Regions from separate parts of the Rattus norvegicus genome. Here region 2 is linked to region 1. Evidence: chromatin contacts called from public Hi-C data. All regions are on one chromosome and are shown on one strand. The core of a region is the stretch at or near the end of the contact, and the rest is flanking DNA. Distances in the headings are between cores, read along the strand shown. Region 1 overlaps Cask (calcium/calmodulin dependent serine protein kinase). Region 2 holds the start of Ddx3x (DEAD-box helicase 3, X-linked).

Evidence for each region. A called contact is a pair of places that touch in the nucleus more often than the background predicts.
Region 2: a contact with region 1 is called in a Hi-C map of Schwann cells, with 7 times the contacts expected there. The contact joins the promoter of Ddx3x here to the enhancer-like site in region 1. A contact is called at or near these places in 6 of 12 Hi-C or Micro-C datasets (the A7r5 cell line, the Rat2 cell line, Schwann cells and 3 more).

The regions. Positions count from the first base shown.
Region 1 is chrX:11,762,327-11,765,056 of GRCr8, reverse strand. All of the region lies in intron 5 of Cask (calcium/calmodulin dependent serine protein kinase), which reads right to left. Among named protein-coding and RNA genes, the nearest start is that of Gpr82, 6.2 kb to the right of the region's middle. Within about 2 kb of position 1,361, at least 15 of the 93 cell types and tissues checked have an H3K27ac peak or open chromatin away from gene starts, as enhancers often do.
Region 2 is chrX:12,164,616-12,167,345 of GRCr8, reverse strand. It overlaps Ddx3x (DEAD-box helicase 3, X-linked), which reads left to right and starts at 1,363. Exons shown (of 17, transcript NM_001398752.1): 1 at 1,363-1,499. The coding sequence starts at 1,455.

The DNA of each region.
Region 1 (2,730 bases), core at 112-2,611:
TAAGTACACTTCAGTAAATAAGGAACGAGAGGCAGCATAATAGGCAGGCTAAAAGATTGCCTGAGTTCAAATATTTGCTCCATCATTTATAAATTGCCTTGGACACGCTCTTTCTCTTCCAGAGAAAAACATGAGTAATGGCTGGACCTCACTCAAGAGAGTTGTTAAGAGGGCTGAATGACTTAATAAAAGTACCCAGCAATCAGAAAATATTTGGTATGTTATCCAAATAGCCAAATACCAGGGAAAAGGGCGAAATTCACAGCTGGAGGCTGAGGGTAAACATGAGGTCTGGAGAGGTATACAAGGAAAGTGACTCTGGGCCAATTCTAGAAGAAACCCACAAAGTGAACTGAAGCCTAGCTTGCAATCCTAACAGCAGTATCTGGAGAGGTAGCAGATCCATTCTGTTTTATGCTAGCCAGACCATACTCTGAAACTCAGCAAGCAGACAAAGAATGTGAGGTCATCTGGAAAGACACCAGAAGCTACATTAATATGCATCTGAGCCTTGGCCTTTCTGTACAATCTGGGTCGCTGAACTAGCCACCACATTACAATGGAAAATAGCAACAAGGCCACGGCCCTAGAGATCTGCCTCAATGGTAGGAACTCAATTGAGAGGAGTAACCCTAATCCCTCTGCTGTGCTATTTTGGTTTTGTTCTTTTGGAGGCAGGAACTCTTCACATAGCCCAGGCTGGCGTTCAACATACTATTCTAGTGGTGGACTCTTCCAGGTTCAGGGATTTATAAGTGAATACCACCATGGCCAGTCTATCCTGTTTTCAAATAGTGGCCAACAGCAAGTTTCTAGATCAAAGTTCTTTATGCCTTCTGCTAATCCTGCTGGCATAGACTTTACAGAGTCCTTTAATAGCAGTTCCTTTCTCTGTTTCCTTCCTGCCTCTTTCTGGTGTCCTCCAAATGAGATTTTCTTAGCACCCTGGACACTCCCTTCTACTGTTTTCTTTTCCTGTATTCAGGAGCACCTCTTTCTCTTTCCCAGTTCGGTTTTGTCTCTGTGTCCCTACTTTTCTCTTTCAAGACCCCTTTCCCATAACTGCATTCACTCTTCTTTTCTGCACCCCCTCTCCATCTGTCAGAAGCAGAAATGCTTATCTTGATGGGGAAATTCAGCCTGTACTCAGAAGAAAAACACCGTTTCCTCTATATTTTTAAGCCAACACATTGAGCTGGCTGCAAAGGGAACTGACAGGTTTGCATGCATGCTCATATTCACTTCCCCTTTGTGGCCAGCAAGGCTTGAAAAACACAGGACACATGGGGTCAGCTCTCGTGGGTAAAGATTACATGGTTCCAAGTATGTGTGGCAATTAGGAGGAGAGGACAGCCAAGTAACACAAGTGAGTCTCCTGACCCGTTGACTGGATATTTATGATCCTCATAGTAGTGAATGGGTACAGCGCAGAGGGGTGGGAGAAGTGCTCCCTTACCCTTCTGGAAGACTCATTTTCTACATCCTTTCAGACTGTGGGACTGTAGACGTCACTGAAGGATTGAATAAACTTCTAGAACTAGCAGGACTAGATTTTTTCTTCTAGTTTTATTGCCAAGTCAGATTGATGTTCTACAAGGACAGAAACGGAATGGATATTCATAGTGGACAAAAATTACAAAGGCAATGGCCTAGATTTGTGGTACATTTGCTGTAGGTTTTAATATGAGAAGGAACCAAAGCAGTTCGACAGCTCCAGGACCTACCTGGGATATGTGAGGTCCCTTTGCAAAGCACAATTTTCTTTCCTTTGAGGAACATTGCTGAGGAAACAGTGGACTCTAAGCTACACATACCTTATTAATCCCTAGGGAGAGAGCCAGCTTACTGCACTTAAAGGAAAGAATATAAAAGCCTTGTCAGAACATCAAAAGTAAAAGCATATTAAAAGAAATATGGCAGATTCAAATGAAAATAGTGTATTCAAACTACTTTCTAAAAAGGTGATAATGGACAGGAGGAGACATTTCTTTAAGAAAAAGTGAGTTCTTTGAGTGATTTCACTTGCCAGCTCTTCTGTTTGTGAGGTGGGACGAGGGAACTGTGTATGTGAGACATCCACGGAGGATGGGAGGGGTGACTGAAGATTTAGTGACAAACCAAATGTTCTCAGGGATAAAACCATGGATGTGCCCCTGCTGTAGAGAGCTGAGATGTGAGGCACCTTTAGGAGGAAGGATCAACATAGCTGATTGGCTGCTGGAGGAAGTGAGGACAGCAGAGGAGAAAGGGTATCTCTTCTAATACTTTCTTCAGAGAATTTCATTATAAGCCCTTAAGAATTTTCGACTTTTCAAACTATATCCATCAGCTGCCATAATTTTATTTTAGAAGTTAAATATCAGAAGATGATCACAAAAGTGTCCCATGCTAAAATGTTAGGCTGTTTTTGTTTTCTTTTTCCTTTTTCTTCTTTTAATGGGTGTAGGATCTCAGTATGTGGCTTTGGCTGTCCTAGAAGACAGGCTAGCTTCACAGACATCCACCTGTCTCTGCCTCCTGAGTGCAGGGAGTAAAGGCGTGCACCACCACATTGGCTTGCCAGACTTTCTTTTTTTTTTTTTTTTCGGAGCTGGGGACGGAACCCAGGGTCTTGCGCTTCGTAGGCAAGCGCTCTACCACTGAGCTAAATCCCCAACCTTGCCAGACTTTCTTTTAACCTCCAAGATAATTAGAGTCATGAATATTTCACGAAAGCGACTCATGATAATC
Region 2 (2,730 bases), core at 114-2,613, 400 kb before region 1:
AAAAGTGGAAGAGCTGTATTGTAAAGTACGTGATGAGAGCTAATTGTTTGAATTCTGGCAGCAGAAGGCCCCTTGGAGTGGCCGGTGGGGTGGAGAGTCCGGCGTTTTATTTGTGAAACTGAGGGTCAAAAAGGAGTAGTACCTTTTAGGTAACGTGTGTGTTGCCAATGCCTAAAAGCCGAGGACTCAATATATTCTTTTGGGTTTTGTTATTTAAGGGTATGTGTTTTTGAAGCTGACACTTGGGGTGGTCCGCCTAGAAGCAGGGACCACCAGAATGGGCCCCTTTAATGACAGATCCTTTTCCCTTCATATTCCCTGTCTAGTGTAGAGGCTTGAGGCATGTCACCTCGGCCAGGTAACCCTGTCCTAGCAGAGATACAGGTTGTGTCCAGTCACACATCTTCGCCTCCCGGGGGTCCTAGGAGAGTTGCTAGAAACATTCGGGGTCCCTTGCTGTGCCAGCAGCCACCGGCCTGGTGTCAGAAACACTGCGCGGAAGGACACAGGGGCCTGCAATGACTCACACACCAGCGGAGGCCCAGGGTCCCCGGAGGGTCCTAGATTGCCGGCTCTAGATCCGCGGGAGATAGTCTTATTATTCCTTCATAGTGGGGGTGTGGGGGTGTCGTGTCCGCTACCTAGGCAACGGCGATCTGAAGTCTCCAGCGACCAGCACATCCCCTACAGTCCCTGCTCAAGTGGACACAGGCCACCATCCAGCCTTCCACTTTTCTCCTTCCCCGTTCTAGCTCCCTTCCCCCTTTCTCCCCCTCGACCCCCCCCGCGCAGTTTTCTCGTCCCTCCCTCCCATTCCCAGCACTAGTCAAGCGAGTTTCCCTTTTCACAAAATGGCCACCTTGCTGGACACCCACGGTCACGTGATCCCGCTGCCCTCCACGGAAAGCCAGGGCTCATCAGGCCAGACAAAGCCAACTACATGCCCGGGGAAGGAGAGAAAAGGAATAGTGCTAGAAAGATGAAAACTGGGTGCACAGGGGAAGCAGCAGCAAATAAGCCCAATTTAAATCCTAGGACCTTATTGCTAGAGGACAGACGGAAATGCTTCTCGCGAGATCTCGAGAAAACACTAAGACTCGGGTACTGGCGGAGAACAGGGGACAAACAAACCCAAGAGAACCAGAACCACATATAACGCGGAGTTGTCTATGTGCAGACAACGACGTGGGTAACTGGACTGACTAGGAAATCTCACGGGACTAGGACGAGCAACGCACCGTAAGCAGGCAGAAATCCTAACGGCAGGGGACTGCCGCCTGGGAGAGGAGGGCACACGTCTTACGTGCTGACGTAGCAGTCCTCCGAGTTGGTATATAAGATCGGTGGCCGCGCGGTGCGCTTCAAAGCCGCAGTTCTCCCGTGAGAGGGTCTTTGCGGTAAAGCCAGCACTTGCTCAGCAGCGGAAGACTCCGAATTTTCGGTACTCTTCAGGGATGAGTCATGTGGCAGTGGAAAATGCGCTCGGGCTGGACCAGCAGGTGAGCTGCAGTGGTCGCTGCATCAATTTCTCCCCTAGCCTAACCTGCCTTGTGGCGCAGCTCTTTAAGTTCTGCTTTTTCCTTCCCGGTTCCCCGGTTGGCTCGGGCCGGCGGGTGCCAGTATCTAGGGGTTCTGGAGGGACAGGATGCTTAGGGGGAGTGCTAGAGCCTGTTGGTCCTCCAGCTCGGCTCGGTTCGCGGTATTGTCCCTGGCCCGAGCACAATGGCGGCTTTTGTGTCTGTGCGCAGGCGAGCCGAGGGGGAGGGGGCGCGCGCATTCGGGCGCACGCGCGCGCACCCTAGTTGATTAGTGACCGGCGGTGGGGGGGCGTTGTAGATAGATTGCCCCGCGTGGCGGCGCGCGGGCCGGGATGGATGGTTTTAGCCTCGGATTTCAGGGGCTTGGGGCCTCCATGGCTCCAGTGGCTGTGCTTTTTAAATCCGGGAGTGAGCGGCGGCGCGCGGGCTAGCCGAGTGGCCGCGCGGCGCTGGAATGTGGGAGGGGGCGCCACGGGATGGGGGCTGGCCTCAGCGCGGGCTAATGGCGGCGGCCTCCTTTGTGTGGCGCAGGCTAGCTGTGCCGCGCGGTCGCCCCCCCACCCCATCCCCCCGGGCCTGCCGGCCAGCGGGCTCCTATGCAAGCCAGCCGGGTTTCTTCGGCACCGCGGGCCCGGTGTGTTGCGGCAGGGGAGGCCGAGGTTCCCGAGTGGAAAGTTTTGTGACGCAGAAATTTCAGGGCGGATCGGGCGGGGGGAGGGGGGGGAGGGAGGCCGGGGCTGCTGCGTGCGCACTAGCGCCGGGCTTGGCTGTGACGCGAGCCACCCGGCGCGGCCCTTGCTCAGCCTTAGGCTCCAGGAGGCTCCAGGAAACAGCCCGAGGTCCCGAGCCCGGCACACCCGCCCTTTACCTGGGCGCCAGGAAGGACCACGCGCCTTGTGAGGGACGCCCCACTCTGGCATCGTCTAGAGGCAAAATGCCCAGAATATGGCAACAGATAACTTGTTGCTGCCGTTGAAGTAAAATTGGGAGATTGATCAGGCCTGGTTTTTGATTCCTTAATCGAGACTCCATTTCTAGGTTTACAAGGTGAGGAGGAGATGAGGATCTGTTGTCTTCTGCCAGGCCTCCCCCTCAATGACCCGCAACAGTATTCCATGTTGTAACATTGTAACTTAAAAGGGCACTGCTACATTTTCATCTAAATGATCTTAATTTATACCAAATGATACGA